2 separate regions of the Zea mays genome follow, and region 1 is linked to region 2. Evidence: chromatin contacts called from public Hi-C data. All regions are on one chromosome and are shown on one strand. The core of a region is the stretch at or near the end of the contact, and the rest is flanking DNA. Distances in the headings are between cores, read along the strand shown. Region 1 holds the start of LOC100191450. Region 2 has its middle 11 kb from the start of TRNAD-GUC.

What was found. Hi-C and Micro-C count contacts between places; a contact is called where the count stands out from the background.
Region 1: a contact with region 2 is called in a Hi-C map of ear, with 1.9 times the contacts expected there. The contact joins the promoter of LOC100191450 here to the enhancer-like site in region 2. A contact is called at or near these places in 2 of 25 Hi-C or Micro-C datasets (ear and leaf).

The regions. Positions count from the first base shown.
Region 1 is chr8:155,369,093-155,374,423 of Zm-B73-REFERENCE-NAM-5.0, reverse strand. It overlaps LOC100191450, which reads right to left and starts at 2,316. Exons shown (of 13, transcript NM_001136883.1): 1 at 2,137-2,316; 2 at 1,813-1,913; 3 at 1,493-1,699; 4 at 843-1,091; 5 at 511-720; 6 at 175-330; 7 at 1-72. The coding sequence starts at 1,884.
Region 2 is chr8:155,208,630-155,213,974 of Zm-B73-REFERENCE-NAM-5.0, reverse strand. No RefSeq gene overlaps it. Among protein-coding and RNA genes, the nearest start is that of TRNAD-GUC, 11 kb to the right of the region's middle. Within about 2 kb of position 1,849, at least 13 of the 20 cell types and tissues checked have an H3K27ac peak or open chromatin away from gene starts, as enhancers often do. A contact at or near this core is called in ear and leaf, where this site is marked.

The DNA.
Region 1 (5,331 bases), core at 1,067-3,566, 160 kb before region 2:
CTTCTTTTTTAGAACAAGGTCTTTCATCTTGCTCGCTTTAAGTTGCTCGAGTCTTAAAACTTCAGATTCCACCTATATTTTAGATCAAGATACAATCTCAGAACATTCCTAGCTCAAACATAGAAAAACATAGCAACAGTGGCATGAGCAATATCTGAAGAACAATGAACTCACGTAGCTGAGGAAGTCAATAGAGAGCGTGTTAGGCTCAGTTATTTCATGTTCAGAAGCAGCAATATTGCACGTTACATTCTGGAACATCTGCTGTTCTTCAAGTGGTGTATCCATGAGATTCCAAAGTTCAAGCATGCTAGAGGCCAAATCTTGAAGCTGTGACATTCAGAATTTCATATTAACAATGTTAAAGACACTAAATAATTGAAAATTGTTGAGGGTTGCCTGTGCTGAAGAATCAAATTTGACACTAGTGAATGCACTGAATAATCAAAAGATTGACGGTTGACTGCGCTGAATCATTGAAATTTCTCAAGTGATATAAAGAGTGCTAACCTTTTGCATCCTCTGGACTTTCAATTCACGCAGTCTGCTTGCAGCTGATGCAAGGCTTTCAATTGTACAGTTGCTTAGGTTCTTTGATCCATCAGCCTCACCCAGGCTAGGGTGCACCTCATTTACTGTTTGTTTGAAGTCTACACCAAGCACCTCGCATAACGAATGCAAAGTGTTAAGATGTTCCATGACTTGCTTCAGCCGATCACTCTGTTAAAAACAGGCACAGACAAGAAGATTTATAGACTTGTATGAGTATTGAAGGAAAATAATAGACATTGGGAGTAATATTCATTAGACAAATAAAGAGGATTTGAACAAGTGATGCTGACCTTCTCCTTCTGAAGGGATTGCAGCTCTTTCGTTAGCTCCTCCAGCTTTCTTAATGACAGATCAGACTGATCCACAGGAATTCTAAAGGGTACAAAATCTGCAGGCCTGATTTCAGATGCAACCTTCTTAATTTGCTCGATCACATCAACAAATTGGTCCCATCTTTCAACTTTCTTCTTTCTCATCTCCTCCAAGTATGGGACAATCGCATTCAATACTTCCCTTAAACCTTGTAACTTCTGATTTGACTGCCATTTGAAAGAAAACAAATTATTGATGGAGTCACTACTGAAACATTCAGTCTTCATAACAGAATGCATGCAGTTCCTGACCTTAATACCGCACAATTTTGTTCGGTTACTCCCTTAAACCATTCAAGTTCTTACTCTACTAACATTTTTCACTACAGAGGGTAAGAATTACCAGTAGATCACACTACAGTTATTTTTGTAAGCCTTCAATATAGCAGAGTACAAGTAACCTGCACATCTAGCCAATAGCTATCACACTATCACAGCCCTAAAGTTGCAATGACAAAAAAGATCATGAGAGAAAATTCTGTAGAATATCTTTCTGCAGTACAGCAGTAGTACTCAAATGTTACTTGTTTCTTTCATGGTATATGATACTTCAAAGCACAGAAACTAACCTGTCTAACATGTATCGGTGGCTCGCCCATGGCCGAGCATATGCCAGCGAGCTCGGCCTCTGCCTCCGCAATGGCCTGCCGCAACTGGGCCCTGCATCGATTGGCCTGGTCGACCTTTCTCTTGTAGACGTCGAGGCACTCCTGCTCGAGCTCCAGCAGCATCCGGTCCCTCGCCATGTCGGGCTCACCGACCTCATCCCAAATCACCTGACACGACCCAGGAAAAATGCCTTAATTTATCCCGCACCGGGCTCGCCGAACGGCGTACCAACAAAAAGATCGGAGAGAAAACTGTGGAATTAGATAGATAAAGAACTTACGTTGAGCTCCAACAGGAGAGAATCGCACGTCGTCGACATCTGCTGTAGCTGGTCCTTCACAGCACTACTCATAGCGAGAGGGGAGACACTGCAGCAGCACCCTGCAGGCGCGATTCCACAGATCAAACGCAACTTCGCGGCAACACACACATACCTCCCCGCGCGCACCACGTACCCCAGAGCAACGGTTCCACAGCGCTAAACAGGAAGCTGAGACAACACCCCACCCATCTCTCAAAACGGTTCCCCCCTCAGCGGAGGATTCATGCTATGCAGCGGACGACCGGATCCAATCTCTGGGCGAATCACAAGTAGGACACTCACCTCTTCACCACCCGGAGCGGCCTCGTCGAGCGCGCGGGGCGGGGCGGCGGACTGTCGCCGGAGGGAGATGGTGCGATCAGGAACCTCAGGGGCGAGACCACACACGAGAGAGTGGAGGGGGGAAGGGGATGAGAGGAGAGGAAGGGGGCGAAGAGTGGTTTGAAATGTTTTGAAATAGGGTAGAGGGCGTCGGCAGAGGCAAGAATGGCGGAGAAGAATTGGGGTTTGGAAATCCGTTGGTTGGCTCGGGACGGGGACAGCAGCAGAGAGCCGTTAGCGGCCGGATCCGGAGGAATCCCATCCCGAGCCCTCCGTTTTGAATTTAACGGCCTGGATGGCGCATTGACTCGTTTGAAGGCAGGTTGCCGAGGGGATGACTTTCATCTCAAAAAAAAAATCCTATAAAATCACCCTTAAAATTAAAAGTAGTTCTTGGAGCTGCTTAAAATGTTCATCAATTATTTGTTTGTTATGCTCTCCAACAGGCCACCAAAAAATAAACCAAAAATCTGAAATGGGCCAGCACATCAACGTCACAGGCCACCACAACATGATTTGCAACTAGTCGGTTACTTGTGCGCGACGGCTCACAACACTACCCACGTAAATTATTCACCAAAAAGATCTCAAGATTTTTTATTGATTGTCTCTGCTCTTCGCATAATATTTTTTATGAACTCAGGGGTACCATAGGCAGCAAATCAAAGACATCAATCTCTCGTCTCCCCCACTTTCAAGGTTTCGTAGAGCAGGAGGGCAAGGGAAGAGGCGCACATACCTATTCGTTGCCGTAGAAAGACACGACGAAGACCTGTGTATCTGGAGGCGACATAAATAATATACCGCTAGATATATAGGGAGAGAGCACGCAAGCGGAGAAAGAAACTCAGCCGGAGCAGCTCCAAACCGAGAGGCACCCGCACCAGCCGTCAATCTGAGAACAGCGAGAGAATGCGAGTGTCTTTCCAGCCCTAGACCCGCCGAAGCGGCACAACACCACCACCAACTCCGTAGCATATGCCGACTGCTGCCACGCTACGGGCCTTGGTTGTCCAATGTCTCAGACCTAGACTCCTCATCGTCAAGATAACATAACCGTGGCAGGCGTCACCATGTCCTCCTCGATGGCACGCACGGACAAAGGCCAGGAGCATGTCCGACTCGCCCCATACCCGAGTCGACGAGCGTCAGTCGGCTCGCAGCTGTGGCCGTGGGCGGGGGGCAGCAGGTTGGGGAGGAAGAACAGGGCGAAGGCCGGGAAGACGAACGAGACGTCTGACGACGGCAAAAACGATGGTACGCGCATGATGTGAAATATCCTCGTGGACGTGCAATAGCCACTACGCGAGTCGATGTCGAGGCTGGTGTCAGACGAATACGGGAAGGAGGCGCATGGTCCTACGCCCTCTGCCGAGAATGGGGTGGCGCAGAGGTGGAGGCATGAGGGGAGAGAGAAAAGTATAATGGCGAACGAGGTGGTGGTAACTGAGGTGAAGACCATTATTATCGTGTGAAGGTATAGATGGCCAATTAGGTCGTGTCTGGCGAGCCGGATCGAGGCACGACCCATTTAATAGTGCCTGGGTCAACCTGGCACGAGCGTCGTGCGGTGCTTGGGTCGTAGCCTCGGCCCGTAGTTCTAGCCCGGCCCGACACAATTTTTTTTATTTTACAAAAATCATATATACATATATACAATTTATATTCAATATTATAACCACCTGAGCATGATGTTCTACTTGTTAGACAGTTTTGCCCAGTGTCTCCCACCCTTCTCCCATCAGGTGGTGGGTTCAAACCCCACCTCCTACATCGCTTTTTATATTTTATGCTGAGTTGATTTGAAAGAAATGTAAAGACTTGTTTGTAAAAAAATGACGCGGGACGACCGTTGAAACTGGTGCTTTAAGTATAGTAGAGATATGTGAAAGCTCTCTTGTAGGTTTTGGTGTTTGGATGACAACTCAATTAAAGGACTAACAAGTGTGCTAAGGGTTGAACAGGTGCTTAGTGTAAAGCTAACAGGGTTCAACACAAGTGAACAAGTGTGATGGTCCAAGGACTAGATGATGGATAGATAATGGACATCACAAGTAGGACGACCATTGCAAAAGTGATACTCGGGTGCGTAGCTCGGAAACAACTGATCAAGCCAAGGATGGAGGCAAGAAGAACTTCGAGGTACAAAGTGCAGGGAGAAGGTCAAAGAGGCTGAGGAACCCAAAGCCAAGGGTGAAGAAGAAGACTTGCAAAGTCAAGGGTGATCGAGTTGAGAAGAGCTATGGCACATCAAGGATCACTACATAAAGACATGACTTACTACCAATGAGGTAACAGCTATAGTTATGTGGTGTAAGTCATAAGGCTCAAGATCAAGCTCTAAGAAGTGAACAAGGTCACTAGAAGGAGAACCAATGTCAAAACCAGAACTGGAAGCAGCCCAAAAGAGCAAAGTGCACCTTGACCTTTAGTTTGGGTTGTTCCTGTGTTTGGAGATAGTCTATGTGACCTTTGCAGGATGTTGGAGCTCAGAAATGTCAATCTAGATCAAGTCAAGCTGACTTGATGATTTATGAGTCCAACATCAGAACTCAAGCATGTCAAATGCTATAGAAGTAAAAAATCAAAGAGAAGGTATGTTTCTAGACTTAGTACATTGGTTTTTGTGTACTAATATACTTGTCTAAGTGTTAGAAACAAGAAGAAGAAGAAAAGAAAAGAAATGCAAAAGGCTTGGCTGTGTACAGCCAAGACTCAGCTCAGTCTGGCACACCGGACTGTCCGGTGCGCCAGGCTGAACACCGGTGAACAGGTCGCTCTCGGGAGAAGTCTGGCGGCGTACGGCTATAATTCACTGGACTGTCCGGTGGTGCACCGGACTGTCCAGTGAGCCAACGGTCGACTGCGCCAACGGTTGGCAGCGCAATCAGTGGGCGACGTGTGGCCCGAGCCAACGGTCAGTTGGCACACCGGACTGTCCGGTGTGCACCGGACAGTGTCTGGTGAGCCAAGACTGAAAGTCGCCTAGAGGGGGGTGAATAGGGCGAAACTGAAATTTACAAAGTTAATCACAACTACAAGTCGGGTTAGCGTTAGAAATATAATCAAGTCCGCGAGAGAGGGTGCAAAACAAATCACAAGTGAATAAGGAGTGTGACACGCGGATTTGTTTTACCGAGGTTTGGTTCTTGCAAA
Region 2 (5,345 bases), core at 600-3,099:
TCGAATGAAGAACACTCTCGCAAGACACCAATTCACTCGAGCTCGGATCGCTTTGATTTGGCACTTGGAGGCTTTAAATGCATGGGAGTTGTTGCATTTGTTGTATCGATGTTAGGTGTAGGTCTTGTATCTTGAATGTTCTGGTTGGGGGTATTTGTAACCCCAACCACCCCAAACAGGCATTGGAAGTAAATGGGTTAAACTACACTTTTTGTGTGCACACCAGACGTTGCACAGTACCGGTCCGGTGTGCATCGACTAGCTCCAAAAGTGTGTTTTGTTGAATATGAGCTTTACAACACTTCTATATAGGTCCAATAAGTTCCTAGGGGTGTTTAGAACTTATCCAAAGTGTATAGCTCGTGCTAGATCATCTATTCCAAGTTTTACACCCTTTTTCGTTGTCTTTGAGATGATAGTGACTTAGAAACTGAATTGTTGAACTTATGAACATGTGAAATAAAAAACTATGCAAACTAGTTAGTCCAAAAGGTTGCGATGGTCATCAAACACCAAAATTAATATAGGATATAGTTTGAGGCCATTTCCCTTTCAATTTCCCGATCTCAATCTTCATCTCTCTTTGGTTCTACGTCGTTTAGAGGCTCTTTCTGTGGCCTGCCAATCCTAAAGCAACCCTACGAATTCTCCTCCCCAACGGGGTCCCTCCTGGGAGGCAAGATCTAGGTTTTACATAAAGCACTTTGTGCCATCACGAACGGTTCGTTGCCTACACGCACATGGTCTGCATATCCCTAGAGAAGATCGTAGTTATCTACTTAACGATCCGATGACCTGTTGCGGACCGTCCGACAGCACGCAGAGAGGCCCCCTAGGTCTCGACTCCCCGTGAGCGAGATCTAGGGATCATTGGTGTTTCGCCCAAAAAGGTGCCAACAATCATGTTTGTTTGTTTTTTTGCTTTTCGTAGACATGATTCTTGCGATATTCTTGTCGATTCTCCGATCTCAATTACTAGTTCAATTTTAGATTTTGGACAATGGCGTGACACAGACAAGCGAGTTTATCGCAAGGTGTTTAGCGAGATTATACGATTCTCGCTGCCACCGCCGCCAAATAAACGGAAACAAACTAGCTCTTAAGCGAAGAAAAAGATTTTTTTCGCTGCAGTATTGTTGTCAATATATATCTCTTTGCAACAACATTACAAAAAACAACATAAAGAGTGTTTTCTAAGTCCTGACCTAAAAATATGTTCACATGTGGAGTTGAATTAACTCTTACATAAGAGATTTTCAAGAGCCTCTTTATATCCTTTTAATTAATAGGAATATATTTTTTATTAAAAATATCATCAAATAGTTTTTAATTAGATCTCTAAATATAGTAGTTCTCGTGGATTTCTCGATAGCCAAAGATAGAGAGCGTGACTAGTTGTCTACAATGTACATAAGATATAGAGAATAGCTAGTTTTTATATAAAAGGATGTACAAATAATGATTTAGAAAGTGAATTTAGGAAAGATTTCAAGGGATGTTGTGCTATGTTAGATTAATTTCAACGGTGAGTTTTATGGCACGGCTACATCTCCAAGAGATCCATAAATGACTCCCAAAAATCTGTTTATAGGAGCATCGAAAAATTACTCAGGGTAGATTTTAACCTTTTCTCCAATAATTCTCCTAAAACTGTCCAAAAATATTTTAAATTAGACCAGATTAGCCTTGGACCCATGTTGATACGTTTTTACAGATTTATTTTCTTCTTCCGTAGCTTTGATGTTATCTAGCAATCGAACTCACGTCGCCATCAAGGTCACTGGTGGTAAGTGAGCAGGCGCGGCCCGCGAGGGAGGACCGCGGAGGGGGCCGAGCAGCAGCAGAGGCCCGACCCAACTGACGGTGAAGGTCTAATAGTCGGGCCGCACAAGGGCAGATACAAGACAGCGAGGTTGCACGAGCTGTGGCAAACTACAAGGTTGTGCAGCCGTAACTGGTAGCTGTTGCAAACAAGGAAGAATTGGAGCAGCAAACGAACACATGAACCATTAAAAATGAAAGTTGGCTCGATTTCACACGCACTTGCGTTTATAAGGAGCCAAAAAACCCTTTCTAGCTATAAATGAGGGAGTTTTATGATGTATTTGGTTTAATGTTAAAGTAGGATAAAACGAGGGTAACACGGGGATCACACCGTCACCAAAAATTGCTCTGGCGTTCATCTGGTTTTCTCGTGGCTCTCATCCAAACACTATAGAAAATGTGATTGGTCCCTTCCATACCTTCTTGTACGTCCAAATAAACACGCCCTTAATAGCTATGAAAAAGTTGGGGACACTTTAGAGGTACTGTGGAGGCAAGTTTTTGTGTTTTTCCAAAAAAAAAATTGATTTAGAAGAGACTTTTGAAGAGCTCTCGGAGATGCTCAAGTGTGTCAAGTTAGTTTCATAAAATTTTATGGAACTCTTTTTGTCACTCTATAATTAACCTGTCAAGCCCTCAATTTTTTTGACGTGTGACAGTATTAAATGCAAATAAAACTTCCACCGACACAAGATGGCTAAATTAGCTACATTAACCATATAGATATAGAGAGAGAGATACACACTGATCGATCATACAACATGCACCTACCGGTACAGAGTAGCATTAGGCTCTGTTAGAGAAAAAAAATCAGTATATAAATTGCGATGATATTAGATGCTAGAGTGTGAAGATCCAATGTATTAGCCATTAAATAACATGAACAGTGACATAGCAAATATCTGGAAGTAACGTATTATATCATCGATGCGAGGGGAGGAAGAAGGGGTGGCGGCCAGGAAAAACCTAGCTGGATATAACCTTAACTAAGGTTGGGCTGCTATATATTAATTAGATGAAATAATATATATGTTGGATCTAAGTCTTTTACAGTTAAGACATTCACGTTTGTCTAACATATGCTAGAGATGACACCAATAGTTGTTTTGTCTAGATCCGCTCTTGCTGATATATATTGGAGCACCTGCTGTCTTTGGCGAAGTAGAAGTACATTAGTACGGAGGATTATACTGCGCAACCCGCAACCCCTCTACGAAATATTGGTAACAAGTGTACGTTCATTCTCTCCAATGATTTTTTTCCGACAATGGTGTTCTCTTCCAATATATATGATAGCGGCATGATTTGAAACACCGGCAAATAAAAACAATATATGCATGGCGCCCTTGATTAGTTGATTCCTCTTCTATCATGGGGTGAATCCTATCATATTCTACAGTACACGCACACCGAAAAAATGTTAACGTGCAGGCCTTGGGAAAGCAGGCAGCTGGCAGCAAAGCAGCAGGGGAGGAGAAAGAGACGAGCTAAAGCGAGTGAAGCTTCTTCCATCCATGGCCAAGTGAAGGCGCGTGTGGCGTGCACATGCACGGAAAATTAAAACTAACCAGCAGCTTCCTGTTCTCTATGCTTCTAGCTGTCGATTGGCCGCATTAATTAATTAGCTAATTAACTGATAAATCTGCTGCGGTCGAGTAGTGGTCCTGGGCTCCTGGCCTGGCTGTCATGGTTACTTTACTTGTTAACTCCATCTCCATATGTTGTACATATCTAGGCAGTCTCTGCTTCTGCTGTGCCGAGGCAGGCATGGGTAGACGAGTTTGCACTTTCCAGTTAGGCTAGGCTAGGCTAGTTCCGGGTTGAACGACCATGTTTTTTTTTCTTTCATAAAATAATGTTGGAATTTCAGTATTAGAGTTAGTTGTATGAGAATAAGTTATATATATACCCAAATCAGACCATTCGAAAACGTATGATGGAAAACTCACAAGGTCGTAACTATTGTCGTCGTCGTTTGAGACAGCTTAAAATTTTCATAGGTAGACGACTGAAGAAACGCCAACAGCCTGTTCCGGTTGCCAAAGAAGAAAAATACGCAGGGCAATTCTACAACACTGGAGTACTACGTGAACGTACATGCATGCTCTACAGATGTTAATGCAGAATCAGCGTAGTGGAGGGAAAACGCATCTTGGATTGGATTCTACTATGTGTATAAGTATATGTGTGCATAGCATAGGCCGAGACAAGACTAAACGCACTATAGCTCCTACTCCGTAACAGTAACACTGTGCAGCGCCACAACCGAATGAATGAATTTCGCAATTGCTCCTGCTCGGAAAGGTGTAGAGACTTTGTCAGGGCTTGCCTTTTGTAGCCACCTGTAGCTAGCATCCGCGTCTCTCTCTCTCTTTCTCTATCTCTCTGACTCTCTCTCTCTCTCTGCGCTTTCTCCTTGGTAGTATAAAAACACCAGCCCTTTTCTCTATTGTCATCTTCTACTCCTCACCCTGGCACTAAACTAGCTATACTACCCAAGAAAACGCCCCGTCTTCTTGCCGCTCTCCACCCTGTCCCAATGGAGCTGAGCGCCGTCGCCGCCTGTACTCCTCCCGCTACTACTACTCCAGATGCAACGGCCTGGCCAGCACCGCCTGGGGATCCAAGGGAGCCGCCGCCGGTGAGCAGCTCGCGTTAGTTGAGCTCTCGCACCGCCGTGCTGCTGCATATGCAGATATGCTTCTCGCTGCGAGCTAGCTGGCGCGCGCGGAGCATGGTTGCAAGGGTGTGCGTGGTGTGCGCGCGTGGCCGGGGAATTGAGGCGTCATGGTCCGAGATATATATACATGTCTAGCTCGATCTCTTGCTAGGTATCTTATGAGATTTATTGTTCTTAGTTTCAGTATTAGCACTCCGATCCCTGGAATGAACATGCCTTCTATTTCCTTTTTCCTCTCTTGTTTTCTGTGTCAAAGTTGCTGGCCATTTTCCCTGGGATTAAGAAGCTGTAAGTGACGCATTCCTGGCGTGTAGCTCGTTAATTCCTGTGATGTTAGGCATCATATCGTCTCGTCTTCTTGAGCAGCATTGTTAGTATATATATGTAAGCTGTTGAGAAAGACCAGAAGTCTTAAGCCTGGAATGCATCAGTTACACTTTGTCATGTGTGTCAATGTAATCTCTCTGTTTTCACCCTTGCTCTTTGTGTTCTACTTACATTTCCATACCACTTCTACTATCTTGTCCTCCCGCTGTGTGTATACCGTTGTTTAGCTGGAGCTCAAAAGTGCATCTATGTTTGCTTCCTCTCTTATACTTTAGTGCCTTTTGGGTGTCTAATTATTATACAATCTGTTTGTGCCCCTCCTCCGTAACAGGTATAGCAGTATATCTTGCGAATAATTTACGCTATGTAGTTTCTACCTCCGGTCATTGCGGATATAATTAATTAAGCCAGAAGTGTAATGATGCTATACATGCCAAATTCCCCGTCCCTTCCCCACCACCTACGGCTTCATCACTCAGTGCACAGGAGTAATGTATATGTACATCCCAGATGC